Regions from separate parts of the Macaca mulatta genome. Here region 2 is linked to region 1. Evidence: chromatin contacts called from public Hi-C data. All regions are on one chromosome and are shown on one strand. Each heading gives the region's core, a stretch centred on a gene start, on an enhancer-like site or on the middle of the called end of the contact. The rest is flanking DNA. Distances are from core to core; before and after follow the strand shown.

Region 1 (6,609 bases), core at 3,163-5,662:
TGCCCAGATATTTGGCAATGTCTGAAGACATTTTTGGTTTTCCCAACTAGGGGAGTGGGTGCTACTAGTATCTAATGGGTAGAGGCCAGGGGTGCTGCTAAACCATCCTATAATGTCCAGTACACCCCCACACAACAAAGAATTATCCTGCTCAAAATAGTAGTGCTGAATTAATAGAGCTGAGGTTGAGAAACTTTGCCCTATGGGAAACCCAGGGGTCCCAGTGTTAACGTTTCTTTCCCCTAGAAACGTTTCTGGACAGAACCAGCTCAAGATTTAGGATTATTGAAATGGGCAAGATTCTCTGAGAGTGGAAGGAATAGAACTGCAAGTTTTAATATGAATTATTTGACTTGCAAATATCTGCTATTTTATTCAAGTTAGCAGCTATACTTTTAAGCCGCTAGGTCAGGCTCTAGAAATTGAGGAATGGAGAAAGGGAATTTCCTGCAACAGAGTGGAAATCTGCTTAGGTCTGGCACCTATTGAAAGGGCCAGAGTGGAAGGCTGAAATCCAGGCCAAGTTCCACACTCAGCCACATGCCAGTGCAGAGCTGGGTCTTGGGAGCACTCTATAGGCTACAGGAACACCTCCTTAACCTAGTTGATCCTCCTACAATAGCTGGGGGTGGGAGGGTAGAGGGGCTTTTTCTAATTGGCCCACAAGGAACTGTTGCCCTTTTGTAAATCATCAAGAGGTGCACTTTTTTTCTAATTCTCTTTAAAACCAGGTAGTTGGCAGCTGCTAAGCTGGTTGCAGATTCTCTTTTGAAATTCAGGGGGCATGAAACTAATGTCTTAAAATCCCTCCCTTGACCCTCCTGCTCCCCTAGTGGAATGGCTGGAGAGAGCGGTGGTGCCAGGCGCAACCCTCACCTGAAGATAGGGCTGTGTCCCCCAATCCGGGCCTTGGACCAAGCGAGTGGGGAGGGCACTGCCAGGTAGTCCATGCCAGCCACCTCCTTCCGGGGACCTCCTGGAGGAGCCACAGACTCCTCTGCTCCCAAGGGCAGCTTCCCATTGCATGGGGCAGGCTCCTCAGACCGAGGCAGAGCCACCGCCTGCTCGCTGGAAGTCCGCCGTGTCTTCTGAGGGATGCTCTCAGCTGGTGGGGCCCCCACATAGTCAAAGGGACCAGGGGAGCCAGGATCCCGGGCCAGAGGCAATGGGGGTGGTGGAGGTGGCTCAGACCCCTCTTCCCCCAGGCTGCCACGGCGGGACAGAGCTGGAGAGGCTGAAGATGGGGTTCCCGAGCTGGAATAGCGCCGCTTGCCACATGGAGAGGCAGGTCGGGGGGAGGCTGGGGTGGGCCCAGGAGCACTGAGGAGTAGCCAGTTATCCTCTGGCCCTCGGCCTCCGGGGCTTGGACCATACAGGCTCCAGGGATCTTCGGGGGTCCATGGCCGAGGGGAGGCCCTGGGCGAGGGCAGCGGGGAGCCCAGGCCAAAGCGGGAGGCCGCCTCATTTAGCTCAGACTCCACCTCGTCGCAGGCTGCATACAGGGCTGCCTCGTCAGAGGCATCGGAGAAGAAGCTCCACGAGGACAGGCTGCTGCTGCCAGGGCTTGGGCTGAAGAAGGCCCCCCCACCCTGGCCCCCTGCCTCTCGGTAGCCCCCAAAGCCTTCTGGTGGGGGGTAATCTCTAGGAGAGCCGTCCCCCCAGGTATCAGGGTTGTCCTCCAGCGCCGCCGGCGGCTCCGGCGTGGGAGAGATGGAGGTGATGCGGATGCTGGGACACTCGAGAACACGGCCACCCCCAGCACCCCCAGCACCCCCTCCTGGTCCTCCCAGCCTCACCGACCGGGCGGGCTGGCTCTCCCAGGTACCAGGTGAGGGGGCTGGGCGCGGCGGTGGCGAATGCATGCCAGGTCGAGGGGGTGGAGGTCGGGGAATACCGATAGGTGCAGCGCCATAGGGAGGGGGCTCTCCCAAGGCCAGACGGCAGCATGGCGGGGCATCCTCTGAGTCCAGTTCTGTCAAAATGGGAAGAGGAGCAGAGGGAGAGGGGGAAAGAGAGAAGCAGGTGAGATGGCTAGGTTCCTTAAGTGGCCAGGCCCCCAGGCCCCAAGTCCTCCTATGCTCCCTGCCCCTCAGCAAGGAGACCTTCTGAGCCACAAGACAAAAGCAGAGTTGGACCTGGGAAGATGGAGGAGATTGAAGCAGGCATGCCAGGACTTTGCCCACTGGCCCCTGGATCCTGGGACCGAGGGTACCCGATCTGGTGGGTCTTAAGGTGAGAGAGGTGGGTCCAGAGGGGCTGGAGCTGGGGCTGGGCCTGGAGGCGTGTTTCTTGAGGCACTGGGCTGGACTGGGGGCGACTCACACATGAACCCAATTAGCAGCGGTTCCCAAACCCCCAAACGGCGCTGGCAGGAGCCCCAGTTGCCATCGCAACCGTGGCCAGAGGGGAGGGGGGCGTCAGGGCTGTGGTGACGAGGGGAGGTGGCTCCTCCTTCTCTCCCCGCCATCGGGGGCGGAGGTGCAGCCGAGGGGGTGATGCGTGCCGGGCCCAGCCGGGGGAAGGGGGGCAGCGGGCAGCGCGGATTCGTGCGAGCGGCAGCCGCCGCCCCCGGCTCGGTCCCCGCCATCTGCCTCTCATTGCGGCCAGACGGGGGAGGGGGAGGGGCGCCCCGGCGAGGCCTGACAGCGCCCCCAGCCCCGGGCGTCCAGTCGGCCGGGCCAGGGCTCGGGCTGCCAGCCGCCAGCTCCAGCGCCGAACCTCCCCTTTCCCTGGCGGCGCCTGGTGCTCTTGGGGCCGCCGTTCCCGCCCGCCCCCCAGTTCAGTGACAGGCGGCCCAGCCGGGAGGCGGCGCACAGCCAATAGCACCCCCACCCCCACCCCAGTCACGACCTAAAAAGGAGAAAGTGGTGCCCGGGCCCCCAGCCTCACTTCCGCAGGCCAACAAGCTCCCCCGACTCCCTTCGACCTCTGACTCCCTCACCCCCCACCCTAGGCTCGCTGCCTTAAATTCCCCAGACTCAGGATCCCCGGCCCTCCTCTCACTGACCCCAAGACCCCTTCCCAGCCCCGGACTAACCTTCCCCCAATCCCCCCGCGCCCAGCGGGGGGGCCTCCTTTTCCTCCCCGAACACCAGCTTAAATTCCAGCTCCTCATCCTCGCAGCTGGCCGCCCCCATGGATCCGGCAGGAGCCCCCAGGTCCCGGCCTGGGTGGGAGGGGGGAGCTCAGGAGGCTGCTGTATCTTCACCCGGGTGGCTCCCTCCCTCCCTTTCTCTGAGAAGCCCCCTCCTCCGTCGCTGCCGCCTCCCTCCAGAAGCCCCCTCGTTATTATAGAAACTTTTCCAAACTTTTTTCCCCCAAACTTCTTCAAAGCGGCCCCCCCCAGCCTGTCCCTGATTGGCTGCCGGGGATGCTCCAGCCCCTCCTCCAGGGATGAGATGGGAAAACCACGCGCCCCTCGTCCTCCCCCACCCTCCCTCCCTCTGTCTTCTCTTCAGTCCCTCCCCCTCAAAAAAAAAAAAAAAAAAAAAACTGAATTGGAAAACGGTCCTTCAAGAGTGATACTAATGTTGCCTATTGGTCCGCCGTTGTGACAATCATTTCCCTCAGGGAGCCCAGCCCCCACCTCCCATAGTCTCAGTTCAAGGTTCTGGGTCCGAGAGCTTTAAAGGGGCCACATCCTGGGCCCCCAGGGTAGAGAGCCCACGGAAGACCCTTTTTTAAGTTCTGAAGACTGTGTAGATAGCACCTAGCAAGGCGGAACCACTTATCCTCCCCTTTCCCTCCAAGCCTGGCGCCAGGAGGGTCCTGGGGCAGAGTGGCACCGAGCTGCTCGGAAGAGGAAAAGGCTATTCTTCCAGGTCCCTTGCCTGGGGCTACTTTGCCCGGGCCTTCTGGAAGTCTTTTGCCCTGCCGAATCAGTGCCTCCATTAGCCATTCCTCAACGACCCCCAAAGATGAAGAACCCTTAGCCAGCCTGGATGCCTCTGGGAGCAGTCCCAGCCAAAGAGTCTTTGAGAACTGTCCCTAGGCCCACAGCCCTTGATGGGCGTAGATCCAGGCCAGGCTTTGCCACTGCCCTTGTCCCAGCCACCCAGAGGGGCCATGAATTGGCCTCCACGGGAAGTTGGTTCCCTCCTCCCTAGAACTGTAGTTTGGAATGAATCTGTGACCCGATAGCATCCCACTCCGGCTCTTCTAAAAATCCTTGCCAGGTTTACTAGGGGCCTGAAACCTCGGGACCCTGTGGGCTCCCCCTCCCCCGCTGCCCCCGCCCGGGGCTGGACACCTGTCACCTGGGCTGGAGGAGGAAGGAAGACCCGGACTGGAGTTTCCGGGAAAGTCAGGCTTGGAGAGGCCTGGGTTGTGTGAGAGGGAGTTAGGAGATTCGTGACTCGGTGGGAGATACTGGCAAGGCTGGTGGGTAGGAGGGATGGGAGGGTGGTTATCATTTTCTCCCACACAGTTTCAAACCTGAGAGGCCGCAGCGTCTCCAGTCTCTAAATCCCTCCGGTTCAGGGCCGCACCCCCAACCCCGCCCCATCCCAGCAACAAAACGGTTAAGCTACGGCCCCGGGTCAGACGTTTACAAACACTCAGAAGCCGGGCGGGGACCGCGCCCGTTACTCTAATGAGAAACAGGCTCTACGGGACTGGGGAAAGAAGGGAGGGCTCGCCCGACGGGCCGGAGCTCTGCTGCAGCCGAGGCGGCTTCCCTTCCTCCCCTCGGTCCTCCCTCGGGCCCGCCCAGGGGACCCCCCCAACCCCCGGGGACCCCAGTGACGTGCGGAGCTGCCCCGGCTCCGAGCCCAGGGCCGCAACACAGGAGGGGCGGGGAGAAGAGGCCAGGCCGGCGGGGAGAGAAGAATGTTCCGAGGCCGAGCGGGAGGCGGCCTGGTTTGATTTTCTTCTTTTTTTTTTTTTTTTTCCTTTGGTTGGTCTCCTCAGGTTACACTTCCCTTCCAGCTTCATCTCGGAAATAAAGGAAGGAGAAACACACGGGGAGGGAGGACAAGGAACACCTCGACCCATCAACCAGCCTGTACCTAAGAGGACAAGGGAGGTGGGAAGCTGAGGCGAGAAAGGCAGGGATAGAGAGCCCGAGACCCAGCCCCTGTTCCCCCAGACTCTGCCCCTCCCCGGGCCCCCTCACTGCCCGCACAGCACATGCAGACGCGCACATTCTTTTCAAATGTCATATTTCCTTTGATCCTGGGCAGCGTTTCTCCATGTGTCTGGCTCAGCTCCTGCCCAGTCAACCGCCTTCCCCTCTCACCCCCCTTTGTTTTCCTGGAGAACCCTCCTCCTCCTAGCATCTGGAAGGCCCTGAGGGCTGGCGTCGGCCCTGGTTCCCCTGATGACTCTGGCCTCTCCTCCCAGTGACTCAATTTCCCCTCCATGGGTGTTGGGGGTAGGGAAGGAAGGCGTAGAGGGGAGAGTGGTTGAGATTGCTCAGAGTGCCAAGCTTCTCTGAGGCGGGGGGCGGGGAGCATCCCCTTGACTCTGAAAACCCTCCAATCTGTCTCGGCTGCGGCAGAGAGATGGAACTTATGACTTCTGAAATGTTCGGCCTGGAGTTGGAGCCTGGGCAACAGCGGGTAGTTGCAGTTAGGTTGCCCTGCACTTCTGCCCCCTGGCGACCACAAAGACCCAGCCGCCCTTCCTCGGTTCGCGGTTTCTTGCGCCGCCTGGCCTCGGTCTTAGCTCCGCTGCCTCCTAGCGCACATACGGGAGCACAGCTCGGCTTTCTTACCTTGGTTGGTGGCTTCTGCTCTGCACTTTAACAAGCATCATTCAACTGCCTTGGAGGTGGACGTTATTTATTTCTTTTTTTAATTACACAAGATGCAGTCTTCTCTTTTTCCCCAGAGGTCTAAATAAAGCTAACTAATATGCATTCTTCTTGTAAACAATCCAAGCTATACAAAAATATGTAGTAAACCGTGATGGTCCACCATTTTCTATGCCTTTATTAACATGTACACACACACACACACATGCTCTTTTTATGCGCGTGACAAACATTTTTCTTGCTTTTTTTTTCCAGTTATCAAACGGTTTGAAGATCCTTTCCCATAGTACCACCTGAAAATAATGATGAAAATGCCCACCTCTTCAGTAGATAAAGTGACTTTTACAAATCAGGTAACAGAGTTGATTTGGAACCCAGGCTTGCCAGGTCCTTGTCAAGTTTACTAATTCATTCCATCACATTTTACACAGGAATCTGTCTTAGGCTTGGCTCCTCCAGTAAGTAGAGCCTGAGACAAGAACAGGATGTAGGTAGTTTATAGTGAAAATCAATCACAAGGAACAGAAAGAGAAGAATGGAAAAAGTGAAACTGGAAAGAAGAAAAGCCAATCCAAGGGTGTGCTACAGAACAGGTCACCACTCTGAGCAACTGGAATATTATCCTACTGAGACCGCCTGTGGAGCCATAGAGAATGTAATAGAAGAGAAGAGGCCAGCCTTGTCTCTACTAAAAATAATTTTAAAAGGCCAGGCACAGTGGCTCACCCCTGTAATCCCAGCACTTTGGGAGGCCGAGGCATGTGGATGGCCTGAGGTCATAGACACAAATATGCTACATACTATACTATATAGCATATACACAGATACACTACATATATATGTATATGTATACATAT
Region 2 (7,202 bases), core at 791-3,290, 63 kb before region 1:
GGCGCCCTGGGCACCAGATGGGCTGATGTGCTCCAGGCCAGACAGTCAAGGAAGAAGCCCTGGGCTCCCAGAAAGATGCAGTGCAGTTTGGGCGGGTAATGGATTTCATCCTGCAGTTCTGGGCTGCAGAGGCCCTTCAGGTACTCCTGGTTGGGAGGAAGGGAAGGTCAGGAAAAGTAAACTGCTGGAATCCTAACTGGCCTGGGTCACCTCTCCTGGCTCCTTGCTCGCTCCTGAGCTCCAGGATGTCTGAAGTATCCACATGATGTTATTCCCATCTTAGAAATAAGGAAACTGAGACTTCTATCACAAAACTGAGCCATCCTGGAACCCCAGCCTAATCCCAAAGGAAGCAATGTGGCCCAGCCTCCCACCTCACAGTGCATTCCTTGGTGGGGCCAACTTGTTCAGCCAGATCTCTCTACTCTACCAAAGAGCACAGAATGATTTTTGCGAGCCTGGGCTATCACAGAAGAAATTAAGCTGAAACTGAAAACAAATACAGAGTTGGAAAGTCCCTCAAAACTCAGGGGCACTGAGGTTGCCAGTGAGACAACCAAGAAGTCGAGATCCTCCCCAGGCCCCTCCTCTTCCCTGCTCTCCTCCGCCCCGGGGGAAAGCGTCCTTGGTGCCTGGAGGGATGGGGGAGAGAAGGAGTTCACCTTGGCTCTGCTGGCGTTTTCCTTAGGGCCCTCCAGCTGCAGCCAGATGTGGGGGTTGTCCGGACAGTCCTTCGGAAGGACACTCACCCCCACGCTGAAGATGCGCTCCACATGAGGCTGCTGTTCCCGAACCTTGTTCTCAGCCTCCGCAGACACCGCAAAGCGGTCTGGGGACGCGGGGCGGGCCTCCCAGGTAGGCATGGCTGCTGCCCCCAGCCCTGGAAGGGAAGAAGGCAGCTCAGAGCCTCACTGCACCCTCAATCCAAATCCTGGTTTGTGGGACTACACCAGCTATCAACAGGTCGCACCTAGTTAAGGCTCTGGTAAACAGCCCCAGTAGGTGACAAGCATCTGAGTCCACTGGAGGTAGGGAGTATGTCATGCAGGCCTTTCCGGAGAGGAAGTCCCGGTAAACAAGGCTGTCTACCGAGGGTGGGCGTCTGGGCTTTGGAAAACCAAGACCACAGTCCTGAGCAAGAAGGGTGGGGGGCTTCAGCTCTCGGCCTGGAGGCCAGAAGGAGTCTCCTGGGGGACTCTGCAGCTTCTTAAAGACGAATCCTCAGCAGGGGTTTGAACTAGGCTGTCCTCTGGGGGCCCTGGTCTGCCATTTCCAAGGTTCAAGCCACTCCCACCCCTCCCCCAGCCGTCCGCTGCCCCTCTCCGTCACGCCACGAGCACCGCCCAGGGCCCAGGGGCCGGGCCGGGCCGGGCCCGCCCACCGCGGACTGGGACAGCCACCCCGGGCCAGGCCTACTCCGCACCATGGCCCCTCTCCCCTCTCCCGGGCGCGGGGGAGGGGCGCGCCTACCGCCTCCGCCGCCCGCGCCGGCCTCGGGTCCTCTCAGCGCCCGCCGGGCCCCCGCCTTGCCCGCGCCCCTAGCCCAGGGGACAAGGGCAGGGGGCCCGAATCTGGGCGGTCCTTCCCGGGTTCCTCACCCAACGGGGACCTCTCTTGTCCACATCGCACGCAAACTGTTTCTTGAGTCACTTCCTGGCCTGGGGCGGAGTCAGCCCAGCTCCTCCCGGCTGCGCGCCCTCCTCCCAACCCCGCCGCCGCGCCCAGCTGCCCCGACGGGCCCGCTCGGCCTAGTCCCCTCGGCGGCTCCAGGGCTCGCTCCTCGCGCTTCTCCACTCTGTCTCCCCGCCCTCGGGGTCCTCGCGCATTCTGCGCAGTTATTTCTCGGAAAGTGAAACCATGCGTTGAAAGTTGTTTCCCGCGAATAAAGATGTGGCCAACCAAAGAGGCAGCGTGACTGGCTCCACTGGTGCTCTAGGCCCAAGCACTTTCCACCAAAGCAATCGTGGCGGAGGCGAGGGAGGGGGTACCCCGGGTGGAGTACCCCTTTCTTCCAACAAATGGAAAGATGCCACGAAGAAGGGCTGTTGATTTGTGGGGGATTTTGAAGAGAGGAGGAATAGGAGGAGGGGGTTAAGGGGGCTGCCTCTGGCATACGCACACACTCACACATTCTCTCACACCCCTCACACACACACATACCGTGTTCTCCATCCCCCCAGGTCCAGCCTTCAGTGCAGTCCCGTCCAGCAGGGCTGCCCTGAAGCTCTGGCTGCAGCCCTCCCGTCCAGCGGGCGGGCGGCTTCATCCCTCCTCTCTCTCCCAAAGCCCAACTGCTGTCACTGCATGCTCTGCCAAGGAGGAGGGAACTGCAGTGACAGCAGGAGTAAGAGTGGGAGGCAGGACGGAGCCGGGACACAGGTATGGAGAGGGGGTGTAGCGAGCCTAGAGAGGGCAGACGATCAGGGTGCTGGCGGTGAGAGTCCAGGGAGAGGAGCGGAAACAGAAGAGGAGCAGAAGACAGGGGCACTTGTGGGTTGCAGAGCCCCTCAGCCATGTTGGGAGCCAAGCCACACTGGCTACCAGGTCCCCTACACAGTCCCGGGCTTCCCTTGGCTCTGGTGCTTCTGGCCCTGGGGGCCGGGTGGGCCCAGGAGGGGTCAGAGCCCGTCCTGCTGGAGGGGGAGTGCCTTGTGGTCTGTGAGCCTGGGCGAGCTGCCGCAGGGGGGCCCGGAGGAGCAGCCCTGGGAGAGGCGCCCCCTGGGCGAGTGGCATTTGCTGCAGTCCGAAGCCACCACCATGAGCCAGCAGGGGAAACCGGCAATGGCACCAGTGGGGCCATCTACTTCGACCAGGTAATCCCCCTACCCCTGTCCATGGGACCTGGAAGGACCCTGCAAGGACCTGGAAGCAACTGTCCAAGCCCACTTTGCTGTCCCTGAGGCTTTAAGAAAACAGCTTCCTACATCTTTCCCTAATCTGGCCTGTTGCTGCTCCACCCGACCAATGATTTCCCCTCCCTCCACCCATACGCAGCCCCTCCTTGCCCCTTCTCACCATTTCTTTTGAATCTGTTCATGCCTATTAACTCCTACTTGCCACTCCTTCTATTCATTACTCACTGCCCCTGCCCAGTCCCCATGGTACCCCTGAGCCATGGGCATTTCCTGAGCCCCACTCAGCAGGCTCTGCTTCCCCCAGGTCCTGGTGAATGAGGGCGGTGGCTTTGACCGGGCCTCCGGCTCCTTCGTAGCCCCTGTCCGGGGTGTCTACAGCTTCCGGTTCCATGTGGTGAAAGTGTACAACCGCCAAACTGTCCAGGTGACCTCAGCACTGGTCCCCATCCCTGGCTCAGGAGGGGAGGGAGGGGGAAGAAGTGGAGCCCAGCTGACCTCCAGGTGGACCCTCCACTGACCTGTGTCCTGGAAGCCAGGACCAGGGGAGGAATGGGCCTACCTTGCATTGAGTGTGGAGGATGTGCAGAGTCCAATGCTGGCCACTCCTCAGCCCTCCCAGGAGAGCCCATTAAGACCCAGCTTCCCAAGAGGAAGCCCCTGGGAAAGTGGGGGTCCTGAGCTAAGGACTGGGGAATGGAGGCTAACTGGGCTCCCCTCCCCAGGTGAGCCTGATGCTGAACACGTGGCCTGTCATCTCAGCCTTTGCCAATGACCCTGATGTGACCCGGGAGGCAGCCACCAGCTCTGTGCTACTGCCCTTGGACCCCGGGGACCGAGTGTCTCTGCGCCTGCGTCGGGGAAATCTACTGGGTGGCTGGAAATACTCAAGTTTCTCTGGCTTCCTCATCTTCCCTCTCTGAGGACCCAAGCCTTTCAAGCACAAGAATCCAGCCCCTGACGACTTTCTTCTGCCCTCCTTGCCCCAGAAACAGCAGAGGCAGGAGAGAGACCCCCCTCTGGCTGCCCATATCCCACCTCCTTGCATGGGACCCTGTGCCAAACACCCAAGTTTAAGAAAAGAGTAGAGCTGTGGCATCTCCAGACCTGGTCTTTCCACCCACCCACCACCAGTTCCCCTCCCAGCCACCTGCTGCATCTGTTCCTGCCTGCAGCCCTAGAATCAGGGCAAGGTTTGGCAAGAAGGAAGATCTGCACTACTTTGCAGCCTCTGCTCCTCCTGTTCCCCCACCCCAGCTTCCTGCTCAATGCTGTTCAGGAACAGGTGGCACAGGTGAGCCTCACAGGCCCCCACAGGAGCCCAGATGGACAAGCCTCAGCATACCCTGCAGGCTTCTTCCTGTGAGGAATGCCAGCATCACAGATCTCAGCCAGCACCGTCAGAAGCTGAACCAGCACCGCATGGGCTAGGGTGGAAAGCTCAGCCACAGGCAGAAGTGTGGGAAGGGCCTGGAGTCTGTAGCTGGTGAGGAAGGAAGGAGGGTGTATTGTCTAGTCTGAACATGGTACACATTCTGCATGTATAGCAGAGCAGCCAGCAGACAGCAATCCTGGCTGTCCTTCTATGCCAGATCCCAGATAGACTCTGGCCCTTACCTCCCCACCTGAGACTAGGGTGAGTGTGTTTGCTCTGGCTGAGAGCAGAGCTGAGAGCAGGTATACAGAGCTGGAGGTGGACCATGGAAAACATCGATAACCATACATCCTCTTGTTTGGCCACCTCCTGAAACTGCTCCACCTTTGAAGTTTGAACGTCGGTCCCTCCACATTCTGACTGCTGCCTCCCTCCTCCCAGCTCTCTCACTGAGTTATCTTCACTGTACCTGTTCCAGCTATCTACACCATCTCTCTTTCTCCTGATCTGTGCTGTCTTATTCTCCTCCTTAGGCCTCCTGTTACCTGGGATTCCATGATTCATTCCTTCAGACCCTCTCCTGCCAGTATGCTAAACCCTCCCTCTCTCTTTCTTATCCTGCTGTCCCATTGGCCCAGACTGGATGAATCTATCAATAAAACAGCTAGAGAATGGTGGTCAGTGAGACACTATAGGATCATTAAAGAGAAGATGCCTCTGGAGTTTGGATCGGGTGTTACAGGTACAAGTAGGTATGTTGCAGAGGAAAATAAATATTAAACTGTATACTAAAGTTACATTTTAAAAGTTGAATAATGTTTGAGTTAAATAGGAAATACCAAGGTGAATTTGTGGTTTTAAAAAGAAATAACTTTTTGAACTGTCACTAACACTAAAAACAACATCAGGAACAATCTGATATCCATTCTTAGAAACTGGATCTTTTCTTCAAATATTAATCACCATTAAAAAAAATATATCAAAAAAACCTCAGTTTCCTTGAAGAATAGCTGCACACCTTAAGTAACTCCAGGCCCAGAAAATGTTGTTGATGACAGAAAGCAAAGATGCTTTTTAAATGTATAAAGTAAAGCTGAAAGGCAAAGGAATCAATTTAAAGAGGCTCCCACTTAACATGCTTTGACAATTTGATTATCAAAAGGAAAATAATATAGCTAATTGGAGCAAGGTGAATTTTTTAAAATCCATGCATCTATAATGATATTCAAAAAGAAAGAAGTCACTATAAAGTGTGCCCAAAGGTAGTTAATATACTAAGTGAAAAAGAGTGAACGTAATAGGCTATTTTTAGTGAGTCACGATAAGTAGAACATAAATACAGTAGACATTTTGTCTATTTGCAAGGTACGTTTGTTTTTCTTTATCTGTGTAAGTAGGGAGGGGTGAGTACAGAGAACTGTGAGTAATTCCAGGAAGATCTGGCACTGTGCCAAGAATGAAAGATACTGATGGAACTATTTGGGCATATTTTGCAACTAAGAAGAAAAACAGTCCAATGGTGTGTTATAAGACAATGGATTAGTCAAATGTCCAAGACAACTGTTCACTGCTCAGGCTTGATTGTTCATCTCCTGGAAAATGGATCCTCTGTATTACCCCACTTATTATAATGAGATATTAATTAGGCAAAATAATTAAGAGTAGGTTTGGCTGTAACAGTAAAACCCAAAATAAGAATAGCTTAAACAAAATAGGAATTCATTTCTGTCTCACATAGAAGAATCTGTAAATAAGGGTCCAGGGATGGATGGCAGCCTTATGATGATTTGAAAGCCCAGTCTCCTGTCTTGCTGTTCTACCATCCTTAGCTTGCCACCTCATGACCCAAGACGGCTCCCTGAGCTCCAGCCATTACATCAGCCTAACAGGAAGGAGGAAGGAAGAAACAGCACATCTCTTTCCTTGAAAGAAGCTTTCTGAAAGGTGCACCAATATGTCTGATTGTGTCTCAGTAGAATTTAGTCGCCTGGGCTCACCAAGCCAGGGAGAGAGGCTAGGAGCTATAGGGTTTATTCCAGGCAGCCATGTCCAGCTAGAAGTTGGGAGTTTTATAATAAAGAAGAAGGGGAGATTAGCTATCGGGGAAGACAACTGGAAGTTGTTTTTTGTTGTCGTTTTTTGAGACAGAGTCACGCTCCTTCGACCAGGCCGGAGTGCAGTGGCGCAATTTCAGCTCACTGCAACCTCCGCCTCCCGGGTTCAAGCAATTCTCATGCCTCAGCCTCCCGAGTAGCTGGGATTACAGTTGTGCGCCACCAGGCCCAGCTAATTTTTTGTATGTTCAGTAAAGATGGGGTTTCGCCATGTTGTCCAGGCTAATCTCAAACTCCTGGCCTCACGTGATCCAATTACAGGTGTGAGCTACCACATCTGGCCACAAAGTACTACCAACTTGGTGGCTTAAAGCAACTATTTATTATCTCACAGTCTCTGTGGGTCAGAAGTCCAACAAAACGTGACTGGCTTCTCTGCTCAGGGTTTCACAAGGTCAAAAGCAAAGTATAAGCAGGGCGGCCTTCCTTACTGGAGGGGAGGAATTCACTTCTAAACTCATTTAAAGTTCAGTTCCTTATGGTTGTAGGACTTAGGTCCTGGCCCCCTCCATTCTCAAGCCGACAATGGCAAGCCAAGTGCTTCTCACGCTTTGAATCTCTCAGGCCTACCTTTCTACCATCTCTCTCTGACTTCAGTGGAGAAAGTTCTCTGAGTTAAAGGACTCATGTGATTAGATTGGGCCCACCCAGATAAGCCAGGATAATCTCCCTATTTTAAGGTCCACAACCTGAATTGCATATTTGAAGTTTGTTTTGCCATGTAACATAACATATTCATAGGTTCCAGGGATTAAGACATAAGACTAAGACATAGACATAGACATCTTTAGGGACATCTGCATATCAGAGTCACTAAACTTAAAGATGGCATCATGTAGAGAAAAGGCATCTAGCTACAAT

What was found. A called contact is a pair of places that touch in the nucleus more often than the background predicts.
Region 2: a Hi-C map of cortical neurons shows a contact between it and region 1, with 4 times the contacts expected there. The contact joins the promoter of CBLN3 here to the promoter of NFATC4 in region 1. A contact is called at or near these places in 7 of 14 Hi-C or Micro-C datasets (CD4 T cells, cortical neurons, fetal cortex germinal zone and 4 more).

The regions. Positions count from the first base shown.
Region 1 is chr7:97,487,140-97,493,748 of T2T-MMU8v2.0, reverse strand. NFATC4 (nuclear factor of activated T cells 4) reads right to left here and starts at 4,412. Exons shown (of 12, transcript XM_028851459.2): 1 at 4,346-4,412; 2 at 4,257-4,343; 3 at 3,038-3,166; 4 at 877-1,972. The coding sequence starts at 4,412.
Region 2 is chr7:97,546,839-97,554,040 of T2T-MMU8v2.0, reverse strand. It overlaps CBLN3 (cerebellin 3 precursor), which reads left to right and starts at 2,040. Exons shown (of 3, transcript NM_001194630.1): 1 at 2,040-2,813; 2 at 3,160-3,279; 3 at 3,578-5,206. The coding sequence starts at 2,514. The coding sequence ends at 3,775. It overlaps KHNYN (KH and NYN domain containing), which reads right to left and starts at 2,282. Exons shown (of 8, transcript XM_028851462.2): 1 at 2,161-2,282; 2 at 663-880; 3 at 1-146. The coding sequence starts at 2,266.